Linked DNA regions of Mus musculus: all the other regions are linked to region 3. A link is a contact called in public promoter capture Hi-C data. All regions are on one chromosome and are shown on one strand. Each heading gives the region's core, a stretch centred on a gene start, on an enhancer-like site or on the middle of the called end of the contact. The rest is flanking DNA. Distances are from core to core; before and after follow the strand shown.

Region 1 (2,700 bases), core at 35-2,534, 2.8 Mb after region 3:
TGAACCTGGGGATGTACCTCAGGAGTTAAACCGTCCTTGTTCTTTCAGAAGACACAGATTCCATACCAGCACCCAACTGGGGAGCTCAATACAGTCCATAGTTCCAGTTCTGGCTGATCCCACAGCCTTTGAAGACACCAGGCACGAACATGGTGCACTTACATACATGCAGGTAAAACACTGCTATACCTAAAATTAAAAAAAAAAAAAAAAGTCTGTTTAAAAGCTGCCTTTTCTCTAAAAAGCAAGCACGTGTAACTGCTATTTTCTCACAAGAAAATATAATCTACTAACATAATTCACAGCAGTAGAATAACAAGACTATAACTTAGGTTTTTTTTGTTTGTTTTGTTTTTTCGAGACAGGGTTTCTCTGTAGCCCTTGCTGTCCTGGAACTCACTTTGTAGATCAGGCTGGCCTCGAACTCAGAAATCTGCTTGCCTCTGCCTCCTGAGTGCTGGGATCAAAGGCGTGCGCCAACACGCCCGGCTATAACTTAGTTCTTAAAATGTCATTTTTATAACTAGCTACAAAACTCACCACACAAAATCTATAATTAAGGAGTTTTTCTACTTTGAATTTAAAAGCTCCCAGTGGCAAAATTCAGTCTTGTCCAGATATTCATGTCAGCCATTGAATTTTATGTCTCTGTCCCTGTCTTTGTCCCCCTCCCCTCCCTTCAGACTGACTTGGGCCATCGAGATGGGTCAGTGGAGAAACTAACTTGCCATCACACCAGAAAACCTAAGTGTGATCACGGGACTCACATAATGGAAGGAGAGAACCCACTTCCGAAAGGTCCTTTTTGTTTCTTCACCATGCTGCACGCGCACACACGCACAATTTTAAATTAAAAAAAAAAAAAAGAAAAGGAAAGAAAAACAAGTGAGCCATGAAAAGGGATGACCTAGCAAGCAAATTTCGTGTTATAGCCTTAAGATTAGCAGCTCGGTAATGTACAACTGTAAATAAAGCCATTTAATCACCAACAGATCCTGATCTTAAGGGTTCTCCCTATACTGGGCATTATATATATAGGTAAATTATCCGTCTGCATCTTATACTTCTCACGCAGCCACCTTAATTACAATCACAAAAGCCTCTCGTTGGCTCTCGGAACCACGCTAAGAGGTGGCGCAGCAGGTGACCGAGGTGACCCACACAGCCGCTCCAAGCTGGGGTCCGGCAGCTCACAAAGTCTCCCCGGGTCGCCCGCGCTCTCCCGCCCCACCTTCTCACGACAGCGCGTGGCGTGCACTTCCTAGCCCAGCCGCAGACGCTCAGCAGCCGTAAAACGGACCTCTGCGTCATCTTCGGGCGCCCGTGACGTCACTCCAGCGTCGGGGGGCGGGCTCTCGCCTACGGGGCTCCGCCCAGACGTGGCGCACAGGTCTCCGCCGCGTTTGGCCCAACGGGTTTGGTCCGTGCGGATTCAGCCCTGCCGCTGAAGGTGACGCTTCAGGCAACATGCCTGTGCGTCTGCGTGAATTTGAGTGTTCCGTGTGCCTGCAGGGGCCGATGATTCCCTGGAGCATAGTCCCAGGTGGTTGTGAGCCACCACATGGGTGCTGGAGACCTAGAAGGGACCTCTGGATGGCCAGTGAGCTTCCTTGACAGCAGAGCCATATCTCCGAGACCCGGAGTCTCCTCGTTCCTTAAAGTGCGGGTAGAAATATCCCAAAGGCTGAAGTGAAGTAATCACCGCCTAATTGGCGAGTAAATTTGGCTTATCCCCTCCACACCTTCTGGGAACATACTCAAGATTGGTTGCGACCGTCATGGCAGCGGTGAAGTATGCCAGGGAAGCCCCCTGTCAGAATGAAACTCCTAACTGGCGTTTGCAGCTATTTACAACACTTCCCTATGAGGAAACCCAGGCCTGTCTGAGGTCAACAGCAGTCCCTAAAGCCACTGTATGCCTGGATGTGTGTTTTTCCGATGGCACAATTATTACAATAAATGGGAAGGGTCACCACTGTGGTGAGTTACTGTGCCCTCGCAGAGAGGAAAGATGGGATTTTTGTCTTGGTTCCTGTTGGGGGGAGAGGTGGAAGTGGCTAAGCACTATCTACATACAGTGCCTTAAAAAACAAAGGAGTGTGTCCTTATCTGCTGGAAAACAGAAGCTTGTAAGGGTCCATGAAGAATGACACCCTGGACTCAAATAGTATGTAAACACAAAGTGTGTTTTATTCTGTAGCTCAGCATGGTGGGGTCGTCCCCATTACAAAGACACAGAGTAAAAGCAAATGAGCTCGCAGGCTCCATTGAAAGCACATTGGAATTCCAGGGTAGGAGAGCTTTATCTTACTTATCTCTAGGCATTGTTACTGGGAAGTCTAGAAATCTTTGTAGAGGAAGTCTGGAAACTGTTGCTGACCCATTGTCCTTACCTCAGGCTAGGTGGCCAGGCAGTCTCAGATATCAGGGCAGTTCTGACTAACTGCCTGAAGCCTTTTTTTTTCTTCTTCTTCTAGTAACTGATTTGCCTGACCTTAGGCCTAGTCTCCTAAACTGCTAATTTGAAGCCTGTCATGGAATCAGATCTGCCTTCTCATCTGTCCCTCCAAACAGTGCAGGAAATACCTGTTTGAAAACCACATTTTCCTGTGTACTATGGGCCTCGCCAAACACCTTTTTAAGTGTTGTATTTGTTCTCTTAGCTTTCTATTGCTGTGATAAAACATGACCAAAAGCAAC
Region 2 (2,700 bases), core at 25-2,524, 2.4 Mb after region 3:
CCAGCTTGGTCTACAAAGTGAGCTCCAGGACAGCCAGGGCTACACAGAGAAACCCTGTCTCGAAAAACAAAACAACAACAACAACAAAAAATTCATCCTATGTGCCTAGTCCTGCAGTGACTTGATGTCACAGGGTGGGTTGGTATCCAAGAAGGTCTCCACCCCACCCCTTCTCAGAAGAGAAGGGAAGCAGAGAATGAGGGAGAGGCTGGGAAGGAGGGTGAGAATTGGAAGGAGGGGTAGGCTAAGATCCACATGCAAAGTAAATAAATAAATGGAAAAAAAACAGCAAAGAAAAAAAGAAGAAAGAAAACCATCCTGGTAGAGTATGTTATCCTAACTTCGCAATCACCTTTTCTAGTCCTACCTCATTGCGAACTCCTTCAGTATAAAAAAATTGAATGGCTTTTTTTAATTTTTATTTTTTAACCTGGAAATCAAAATTTGCAGCACTCAATCCCTGCCAGGGATGCGGCCTAAATGAATCACTTGTCTTATAGCTCGAACTCTCGGCATCATTTATGTTTCTCACACTGAAACAAGCAAGCATCACCTTTAAAACAAAGATTCTATTTCAGTATCTGATGTGAGGTGGCATGGGTGAAGTTTCTAAAAAAACACCCAAGAAGAAGGTCTGTGCAGTCAGGGTAGAGTATGAAGTGGGTAAATGACCAAAGCTGTTTATGGGAATTAAGTGTCCAGAACTTAAGGGTACTAGTGACATCTATCCCAGAGAATCTGACTTAACTCACTAAAGTTCTTCCAAGAATCTAGTTAGCAGGGTTTTACATATGCACAGGAGAGAACATTTAATGCGCTCTCAAATGAGTTGCTACAAATATTAGAATGGGTACGTCTACAAAAAGGAAACATCACCATTATCAACTCCTCAAATCAGCCTATGCTAACAGTTCTCAACATTCCTAATGCTGCAACCTTTTAATACCTTTCCTCATGTTGCAGTGGGTCCCAACTATTAAATTATTTAATTTCTACTTTAAAACTGTAATTTTGCTACTGTTATCAATTGTAATGCAAATATCTGATATATTGGATATCTGCTATATGACCACTATGAAGGAAGGGGTCGTTTGACCCGCAGGTTGAGAATCACTGGCCTATGTGCTTGCAAGCCCCGCCCCTGTCTTTTCCACGCCCACAGTCCGCCTCTGCCCCATCCATCAAAGCGCTGTTCCGCCTCCTCCAAGTCCATTGGCCAATCTGTTTTTCCTCTACTGTCTCCATTTCCGGCTCCACAGGGTCAACTTCCGGTGCAGAGAGACACGTGACCGGATACGGGAAGTGGCGGGTTCTGGCCGCTGCTTTTCCCTGTTCAATGAAAAGTGCTTCAAAGCTGCTATTGCTGCCGGCGCCCTTCCTGAGTCCGTCTTGGAGCACCAACCTCGGCCGGCCGGCTGGCCTCGCGGTAAGCTTCCGGCCGGGGACCTGCGGTCTTGGAGGTGGTAGCCTAAGTGGAGGCAGTGTTGCATCCGCGCCGGGTCGGCCACTCCCCAGTGACCCGGCCCACCCACCCTGCTCCACTTCGGGGCTGCAGAACCCGGGCTGCGTCCTTCCTTAGCCGGTGCTGTCCGGGGCTCTGGGAAAAGGCGGAGCCGGGAGGCAGCCAAGTCTCTGTCCACAGTTCCGCCCATCCGGGACAGATTTCATTTTTGTCCTACTAGCGTGGCCTGGAAGAGAAAGACGTGACCTGGGCTTCTGCTGGTCCGAATCAATATAACATGTCCTTATAAATCTTCTAAGTGCATTGCCCAGCCTCTGAACAGTTTTTTTTTCTGGATGACATGTCTCCGAGTTGAGATGTCACTGCAGTACATGGGCCCAACCCACTAAGGCACTAGCATGGACACACAGTGTAACGATGGCCCTATTAAGCTGAAGGAAGTATGTATGTACACAATGAACCGAGGTTAGCTGCCTCTGTAACGGGCAGCCTTGAGGTTTTAGAAGGCGAAGATCTAAAGAGAACCCAGAATATGGGCGTGGTTTTTAGACCTGGGAAATAGTTGTGAAGGCCACTATTAATAATACTGGCATAATGTAAAGTTCAGTATAAACACTGGAGAATTCATCTCTAGATCCAAAGAAGACTGACTATCACAATGCTACGTCAACCCGTTCATGTCTTAAAGATTCTCCATTATACCCCAGAGTGCTGCCTGGCACTTAGTGAATAGCAATATTTATATTAGCAATATAATATAGCAATATAGTAGCAATGCTTATGTCTAATTCCTTCATGAGTTATGACCAGCCCTCTGCTGTTTTTACCGTTTACCATGTACTATGGTGAATATTGGCCATTGCTAATGGTTCTTTTGGCCAGCTTTTACTATTGCAATCAAGCAGGTTACGCCAAGAGCTTGTTAGTGAGTACCCAACACACAAACCTGTGATAGAGCACCCCTCCTCCTCCTACTACTCAAGAGATGGCTGTGGAGATCTAGGAGATGACACTCATGTCCCCATTAGATAGCAAGCATTTGCCTCGTAAATACAGTAAGGGCTCTATACATTTACATGAAAAGAGCCGTGTGGATTGAGACTTTCATTGAGTCAACTAAATACAAATGGAGAAATGTAGGTTTGAATAAGGAAAAGATAGTGGTATGCCCTGCATGGGAAAGTGCTTAAGCAAAGAAAGAACAGAGTGTTCTGAGTGCAAGGCATGTCTTGAGAAAG
Region 3 (2,700 bases), core at 117-2,616:
CGATTTGTACACTTAAAAGGGTGACCTATAACACTTGGGTTCAATCTCAAAAAGTTATCTAAAAAGTCAAAGCAAGTTGACAAAGCAGGTCATCATTTTTTTTATCTAGACTAAAAGTGGCTGTAAAGAAACACAGGCGAGCATGATGAATAGACTTAGAGTCCTTATTCAAACGAACTCATTGTAAAGTAACATTGTATCAGAATAGTCTTGCTGTGAACTTGGAGCGGCTGTTTATTCTAGCAATCACATTGGCATTGTCCTCAGGCAAGATGGCCTCTTTTCTTTTGAAATAAATACTGAAATATTAAGAGGTGAAACAAACCAAGCTTGAGATTTGCTTTAAAATACCCCCCCTCCCCCAACAGACCAAGACGATAGATGCGCCAGGTCTGGAATGAATGGCTGGCTTTTAGCCGAGAGAAGAACGCAGGCACGTGGCTCTTTGAACATTTTTAGTTTTAATATAAGTTTGGAAATTTAATTTCTTCAAATTAAAAAAATAATTTTATTATTATTATTATTATTATTATTATTATTTTAAAAACCTTGCCAATAAAATCATCTCAGACCGTGGAAATTCTCATTAAAATAAGTTAAGCACATATCCAGGCCTGGTGGTGAAAATTTGTCGTCCCTTCTACTCAGGAAGCTGAGGCAGAAGGACGGAAAGTTCCAGTCTTGTCTGGGAAATTTAGTGAGACCTAGTTTCAAAGTAATAAAAGGGTTTGGGATCTGAGACGCCAGGCTCTACTTTTAACCCAGGACCACTAAAAACAAGACAAAGGTATAGCCTAGGTGGAGAGTGGCATGCATGCCAGCAATCCTAGCACGTAGCACTGAGGATAACAAGTTTGATGAATACCCTGAACTAGCTACACAGTAAGTTAGAAAGCAGTGTGGGCACCTAAGAGAGACTCTGACTCAAAATTAATGGTACGGGCTGAGGAGGTAGCTCTGTGGTAGAGCTCTGTTGAGAACTAACTGCCTCACATCTCCAGCAACATTTCTCCTTGATATTACTCTCCAGGAACACAGAAAAAGGCAGCTCCTCTCAGGGTTAAGGAGGGGCCCTGGGAGTGAACTAGCTGAACAAGAAGGGATCTAAGTCGGAACACACCTAGCACCGGCATAGCTTCAGGAAAGGAAGGTTTCCACTGAGCACAGCCTCAACGCTTCCAACACCGCAGTGGGTGGAGAACCTGCTGCTGGAAGTCAACGGCCCCACCCTACCGGGTCCGAAACGTCCCGACGATTGGCTTCCCATACCAGCCACGCCTACAATCCTTCTGACGATTGGCTGCTCTCCTTTTCCTGTTCTGCCCCCTCCAAGCGGCCCTCTGATTGGTTGCAGGTCTCGGGGGGGGGGGGCAGCTCCGCCCCTCTCCCGGATGGCTGTATTAACGCAGCGCGCAGCGGCTCGGTCTTTCGGTCCCGGCCTTGGTGGTGAGTGTCCTCGTGGGAGGGTGTCAGGATGTCCCCGTGTCCCCTCGAGCTTTGCCCGCCCCGAGCTCAGCTGCTCCCGGCGGCCAGAACGGAGGGGTAGAGCAGTTCTCAGCGGCCCGCGGGGCGGGCGGCAGTGTCCAGCCCGGGGCTGCGCGAGACACAAAGTCCTCTGTGCCGTCCGACCCGGGCACCCTGACCACCGCCCTTTCCCTCTGCAGGCCGATCCACCCGAGCCGGTCCCCACTGCCCAGCCGTGCTGCTGCCTCGGACACAAGCGCAGGTACGTCCCGGCATTGATCGGAGGCAGGCCCTGGCCACGTGGCCGAGAAGACGGAGGTTCCAGGCCTGTCTTTGTTGAGCTGCGCCGGGCCTCCCCAGTCGCCCTTTCCTGTGCCCTTTTAAGGTTGTCGCAGTACTTTAAGAGGCTAACACAGAAGGGTAAAGGAACTCTCCATAAAACCCAGAGAGGAAAACTACACCTCCTCTTTGGATCCTGTCTGGAGTCACAAATGAACCAAAAGCTTCATTTAAAACTTGAATGTGCGCATTTTAGGTTCTGGCGATTGCTAGGTAGTGATATAGGATTTTAAAGAAAAGAAAACGTAGCCTACCTGGTTTAATTTGGTTGGAGGAGAAAGTTCAGAAGACAAGAATACATTTGCTTTTCTAGAAGTGAGATTTTAGGTCAGCTGGAAAGGATATAGTTGAGTATGTTCCACTTATGTGAAACATTTTTATTCTTTCATAGGTTGAAAACTACAAGAAACCCGTGACTGAATGGCTCCAAGGTGAAGTACTCTTGCATGTAGTGACCAGGTTTGCCTGTATTCCACTTTAGGATTAGTATCGAAGCTGAAATAGGTGAAGTGAGGGCCATGTGAGTTTCCTTGAATGGCCTTGTAACTGATTACCCTGAAGGTAGTTTGCTAAAGATTTTAATCAATGTACTAGGATCCTGCCCCACCCCTTCTTCATGTCCCACTGCCCTAGAATCAGATCTGCATGGCTATGACATGCTCGCCGTTTTAAAGATGCAAAGATTTCATGCTAGATCATTAGAATGTATCTGGACTTCGTTAGGACAAGTTCTTTGCTAGTAACCAGTCACGTGCTAGCAATTGAGGTGTGTTAACCTGTATATTGTTGCCTATGAGTAATTTTCCATAATCTTTAATAAAGGCTTCCTGTGTCAATTCTATGGCTTGTTCACTTGTTCTTATTACTGGGGAGGGGGGGGGGGGTCAGAACCACTTG
Region 4 (2,700 bases), core at 108-2,607, 2.0 Mb after region 3:
GCTTTTGTTAGTTTTGTCAACTTGACACAGGCCAGAGTTATATAACTGAGGAGAGGAAGCTTAACTATATTATTAATGATTATTGACATGGATGGGCCAGTCACACATACACACACACATACAATCTATAAATAAAAGTATTCTTTTTTTCCCCCACTCTGTAATCTTTTCTTTTTTTTTTTTAAGAGAGAAAATGGGAGTGTACCATAATTTGGCTAAACGCATCAAGGCAGATTTAGGGGTGTAGTCATTTTTCTGTTGAAAGCAAGGCTGTGATAAAGACTTGTATTATAGGGGTACACAATTGGATCCCATTTGCTTCCTCCTTTCTGAGTAGCCTGCATTACTCAAGGACCCGATAGCCTGAAATACCACTAAGCAGCTGTCAACAGGGAACCAGGCCTTCATCTAACACGTGATGGTGTTTTCCACTGATGCCTGAAAGACAGCATCTGAGCCAGATCCGTGGAGGGAGGTTTTTGGAGATTTGCTGTCTCATACCTTGCCTTCCCCCTCACCCCCACTGCCCCATGGACTCGAGCCAATGAGTGCATAAAGGTCTTCCAAATCTTTTCATTCCTAGCCATAAAGGCAGCAGACACAGCTAGTTAAACACTTTGTCCATGGAGCAGATGGGTGAAAAACGTAGGTCCATTGAGGGCATTACTCTGCTTTTCCACTCCAAAATCCAGAGTTTGCCGGAGCAGCTCCAGCCTACAGTTGACAAAGTGTAGAATTCCCTCACCGAGGTCTTTCCAGAGGTCATCCCTGAATTTACAGCGATCCCCATCTGGAGTATGCTAATGAATCTGGTGCTTCTGGTAGACCAGCGTGGTATTAAGATCCTTCGCATCTTGACTCCTGGGGGCCCCCTCTAGGGACCCAGCCAAGAATTCAGCCTGTACTTCAACCAAAATTTCTCTTCACACTTTTTCGCAGCAGTAATCCCGCAGTCAAAGTTTATAGAAACTTACACAGGCTGGTGAGAACCTGACCTCTAGAATAGGATCCCCGAAGCGCCACATGGTGGAAGGAGAGAACCAATTCCCCCCAAGCTGTCTTGGGCTCCCACCCACACCTCTTGGCATAGCTCCACTCCACTTAATAAATAGGTGTAACGTATCTCTACAAGACTTGGACTGTAGCACGTGGTCTCGCATGCTCCTGCAGAACTTCAAGTTGGAGTTGCATCTCGGAATTAGATTAGAGGCAGTACAAGTCTAAAGCGCAGCCTGCTCAAACCAGGTGAGCAGGAGCACAACCCAGCTCCTGAGCGCCTAGCCAGGGGCGGGGCCGCGCGTCCCGCCCAGGAGCCGCGTCACCGCCAAGCGCGCCGCCGAGGCGGGAGGGAGGGAGGGGGTGAGAGAAGGAGGGCGGCGCGGCGGCGCGCATCTGTAGCCGGCTCCCGGGCTATGGCTGGGTGGGCCGGGTTTGAGCTCTCGGCCCTGAACCCCCTGCGGACGCTGTGGCTGGCGCTGGCCGCCGCCTTCCTGTTCGCGCTGCTGCTGCAGCTGGCGCCCGCCAGGCTGCTGCCGAGCTGCGCGCTCTTCCAGGACCTGCTCCGCTACGGGAAGACCAAGCAGTCCGGCTCGCGGCGCCCCGCCGTCTGCAGGGCCTTCGATGTCCCCAAGAGGTAACGTCGGTGGCGGGGCGCGCCCGGCAGGGGGCAACAGAGGCGGCGCAGGCACGTGAGCCAGGGGCTGTCCCCGAGCCGTCCCCGGAAATGACAGAGCATCTCAAGTTGGCCCGGCCCCCAGGGAGCCGCCCTGACTTCTTTACCCCCAGTTTTCCGCTTCCCCTCCCCAGAACTTGAGGTCGTGGAAATTCATGGACTTGGAGGCAAGTTCTTCCTCGATTTCCGCAGTTCTCAGCCCGATCTGTCACAGTCAAGAAAGAAGTCCAGAGTGTGCTCCCCTGGGGCTGTGCAGACATCACTAACCTGCATCTCCACAGGTGCTCTGGCAAACTAGCCCAGTATGCCCTGCCCCAACCCATCCCGGAAGGCTCAGTAACCAAGTTGTGAAATACTAAAATCTTCCGGGGTACATATGGACTCCGCTGAGAATATGTGAGACCCGCCACATGGCTTTCCTTTCCTTTTCTTTCTTTCTTTCTTTTTTTTTTTTTTTTAACTCCACGATGAATTCAGTATGTAGATGGAGAAGTCATCTTAACACAGTATTCTAGATAATAAAGCTGTGTCATTTTTTTTTATGAAATTCATCACGCATTTGCATTTAGAATTGAATTGGAAGGAATGTGATGGGTTCTGACGGATTCATCTAGATTGCTTTAGAAATCTGTAGCCGTTGCCCACCTCTGCAGATGGCGGTGGGGCTATCAACTGGCCCCAGCTATGTCCTGACTGTTGGAGGGGGTCTTTCAGGGGGTTAGTGTGAGAGCAGAGTACCATGTCATTGTGAAGAATGAATGGTAAAGAGATTAAGACCCGGAAGAACTCTTCCTTAGAGGCCCAATTTTAAGACCATCCTACCGTCCTCTTATCCTCGGGTTTGATTGGCCTATATCCCTTATGCTATATAGCAATTTATTTTCTGACTTTTGAGAGAGGTTCTAGTGTCCCCAGAGTTCAAAGCACACTTAAAAATCACTTATACTCAGTCTCTCTGGATGGGACTCCTCAGCTGCTACACTCAAGTCTGCCTTTGTGTGACAGCCAAGAAAGAGGTGGGCCTTCCC
Region 5 (2,700 bases), core at 136-2,635, 2.9 Mb after region 3:
AAGGGTTACTGCCCAGCTCTGGTCTAGACATTGTTGCTACTGTATTGTAAAACTCCGTGATAGAATAGTTTTTGAAGAGAGACAAAACCCTAGTTTGTATTATTTCCATAATACTGTCAGTGAAGTCAAGAAACAAATTATGGAGGCAAAGGTCTTTTTTTCTTTGTTTGCCCCAAAGGCATCTCCCAATTTCTCATAGCTATAACTACTTTTAAACTCACGATCTCCAAACCTCTAACTGCTTTCAGGCTGACAAATCTGCTCAGTAGCTCTGCCCTTGCAAACAAAGCTCTTGCAAGCAGGAGGCCCCGTGCAAAACAACAACAAATAGAAAAACCTTCAAGTGTTGCAGGACCTTCAGCACCACCACCCTACAGAAGCTTATCTCTAGAACAGTTCTAGTTTCAAGGAGATCTGAACGGTCCCTTCCCAACCTGGCTAGTGAAAGCAAACTCCAGAGTAACTAACCCGCGACGAGAGATGCACATTCTTGGGAGCTAACCTGTAAAGAGCACTCGGGAGCAACGCGACAGCCTAAGTTAAAGTCTATGCAGGCAAAGTGTACCCCACCCCCACTTGGTCAATATCCTGAGTAGGTACTTGACTTGATTCTCGAGATTCACCCTCCTAGCCCTGATCCCCCCTTCCCAGTCATGATCCACCCTCATTGTCTTGCGTTCCCCGTAGCACAGAGCTGGGAAGCGGCTCGTGGAACTGTGCAAATACTTGCCATTCCACCCCCACCCCTCCATCCTGTTGCTCACCGGTGCTGTAGCCCCACGAGTCCCAGAGTGATCACATGCGGCACATCTAGCTGCGTGGGCCAGTCTCCAGAAGCGATGCACCCAAACACACCACATTCCTCGCGGATCCCCAACTCCTCCAGCTCCATGGCGCCTCGGAAAGCACGTGGAGGGACCTGCTGCCGCGGCGTGGTCCAAGCACCAACCAGCTGTCCGCTCCGCTATCGAACGCCTCAAGAGGCTCGCGCTACTGACTGCCTCCTTCCCGGGCGGGCTAGGTTCTCGCTACTGCGGCGGCGCGCTTCATAGAAGGGGCGTGACCAGTTCTGCCTCCCGCTCTCCGCCAATCAGCTAGGGCAAAGAGAGGGGCGGGGCTACGGAGTCAAAGAGGTGGGGAGGAGGCCGAGGTCAGGATCGCTACTTTCTCTGCACGTGGGAGGCTCCGTTATTTTCCCGCGCCCAAGGAGTAGGTGATGAGAGTGGCGCAGCTGATCGCGTGGGTCCCTCAGAAAACCTGAGCCGTTCGTGCCCCCTGGTCTCACGCCGTCCCCCGGCCGTCAGGACTTGGTCCGCTCCAACCCAGAAACCTCTCCGGCCAGCGGGGGCCTTGCAGCATGCGCGCCACTTTTTGGCTGCCTGCGGGGAGGGGCCGCCCGGAAGCGGGGTCGCGTCAGCGCGCCTGCGCGGCGGGAAGCCTGGGGACACGACTCCAGCCCCAAGCACAGCCAGCCCGGTACTTCGGGTTCGCCGGTGGGCTGTGGGGCTAGGGCGTGTCCTTGATATTGCACCTCCCTTTCCCGCCCTCTGATCCTGTGGTCGCCCTTGTTTTCCAGAACACTGCCCTTTTTTCCCGCGCGGTCTGCTCCTCTAGTTCACCTCGGATAATGGCGACAGCCGTAGGTGAGTAACTTGCTTTCGGACCCTAGGGTCCCCCAGCCCTCCGTCAGAGAGCTAGCAGGCTTGACGCATACACGTGCGGCCCCGAGGTCGGATGCAGGCCTTCCGACAAAGTGCCTGATCGGGTTCCCCAAGACGGCGCCTGGGGCCCGGAGCCTGCACACATGGTCCAGGCGCTGGAAGACGTGCGTTAAACTCTTAAGCACCCAGAGCCTATTTAAATAGCCAAAAGAAGGCCCCGGGACGGGAAGGAAAGTAGCAGAGTGGGAAAGTACTCTGAAGGTGAAATGGCCAGAAACTAACCAAGTGCCTAGAAACCTTGTAATAAGCAGATAAACAACCAAGAAAATCTATCAGGGTTTTTGTTTATTCTGGTAAAGTTAATATGCCAATAATCTCCTTTACTGCAAGTTTCGTAGTTTAAAGTGTTTGAAAACAGGTCCAAAATTTTTTGATCAGATGCTTCTTTGCAATCCCTGGAATTTGGGATTGTGGGCGTGGGCTAGTAACACCCTTAGGATATGGGTGTGGAGAGTGCAAAGTTACTTTATCCACTAACAAAACACTGTCTTGGAACAACACAAGTTTCTAGATTAATAAGGAAGCAGATCCTGTGGGCACTCCAACATTCTTTCCCACCTATGAAAACCACCCTGAAGTTTATAGGTAGTACAGCTCCATAAAATTGGGAATTAGGGCCAGACTTTTTCTGAGACAATCCACAGCGCCAGTACTTCTAAACTAGTAAAAATCTTAGAATCTAACCTCTTCCCCACATCTGATGTGGCCCTGTGCTGACAAGGGTCCGAAGAAGGTGTTCATATCTATAGTTTAATTTTGAATGGCTGTAAACTACCCTATAGATTCTGGGAACTGGACCTGGGTGCACTGTAAAACATCGGAGTGTTCTTAATTGCTGAGCAATCTCTCTGGCTTCTATTTTACTTTGTTGGTTTTGTATCCGTGGTTGTGTGCACTTGAGTACAGATGCACAGAAGCCAGGGCCTGTCTTGAAGCAGGAGTACACATGAGCCACCCAGTGTAACTGCTGTGAACTGAA

What was found. Promoter capture Hi-C pulls out the DNA fragments that hold promoters and counts their contacts.
Region 1: a promoter capture Hi-C map of pre-B cells shows a contact between it and region 3, with 4 times the contacts expected there. The contact joins the promoter of Aasdh here to the promoter of Dancr in region 3. A contact is called at or near these places in 1 of 39 promoter capture datasets (pre-B cells) and 1 of 9 other capture datasets (liver).
Region 2: a promoter capture Hi-C map of pre-B cells shows a contact between it and region 3, with 5 times the contacts expected there. The contact joins the promoter of Exoc1 here to the promoter of Dancr in region 3. A contact is called at or near these places in 1 of 39 promoter capture datasets (pre-B cells) and 1 of 115 datasets of contacts at active chromatin or transcription factors (astrocytes).
Region 4: a contact with region 3 is called in a promoter capture Hi-C map of pre-B cells, with 4 times the contacts expected there. The contact joins the promoter of Srd5a3 here to the promoter of Dancr in region 3. A contact is called at or near these places in 4 of 39 promoter capture datasets (the C10 cell line, hippocampal neurons, liver and 1 more), 2 of 115 datasets of contacts at active chromatin or transcription factors (astrocytes and embryonic forebrain) and 1 of 9 other capture datasets (adipose tissue).
Region 5: a contact with region 3 is called in a promoter capture Hi-C map of pre-B cells, with 3 times the contacts expected there. The contact joins the promoter of Ppat here to the promoter of Dancr in region 3. A contact is called at or near these places in 2 of 39 promoter capture datasets (the C10 cell line and pre-B cells).

What each region holds. Positions count from the first base shown.
Region 1 is chr5:76,904,192-76,906,891 of GRCm38.p6, forward strand. Aasdh (aminoadipate-semialdehyde dehydrogenase) reads right to left here and starts at 1,285. Exons shown (of 16, transcript NM_173765.4): 1 at 1,232-1,285; 2 at 18-189.
Region 2 is chr5:76,528,037-76,530,736 of GRCm38.p6, forward strand. Exoc1 (exocyst complex component 1) reads left to right here and starts at 1,275. Exons shown (of 19, transcript NM_001289770.1): 1 at 1,275-1,426.
Region 3 is chr5:74,091,694-74,094,393 of GRCm38.p6, forward strand. It overlaps Dancr (differentiation antagonizing non-protein coding RNA), which reads left to right and starts at 1,367. Exons shown (of 1, transcript NR_145133.1): 1 at 1,367-2,644. Snora26 (small nucleolar RNA, H/ACA box 26) reads left to right here and starts at 1,837; the gene lies at 1,837-1,957.
Region 4 is chr5:76,138,916-76,141,615 of GRCm38.p6, forward strand. Srd5a3 (steroid 5 alpha-reductase 3) reads left to right here and starts at 1,358. Exons shown (of 6, transcript NM_020611.4): 1 at 1,358-1,633. The coding sequence starts at 1,413.
Region 5 is chr5:76,950,193-76,952,892 of GRCm38.p6, forward strand. Ppat (phosphoribosyl pyrophosphate amidotransferase) reads right to left here and starts at 1,386. Exons shown (of 11, transcript NM_172146.2): 1 at 765-1,386. The coding sequence starts at 892. Paics (phosphoribosylaminoimidazole carboxylase, phosphoribosylaminoribosylaminoimidazole, succinocarboxamide synthetase) reads left to right here and starts at 1,110. Exons shown (of 9, transcript NM_025939.3): 1 at 1,110-1,643. The coding sequence starts at 1,628. LOC115486295 (a long non-coding RNA gene) reads right to left here and starts at 758. Exons shown (of 2, transcript XR_003955939.1): 1 at 1-758.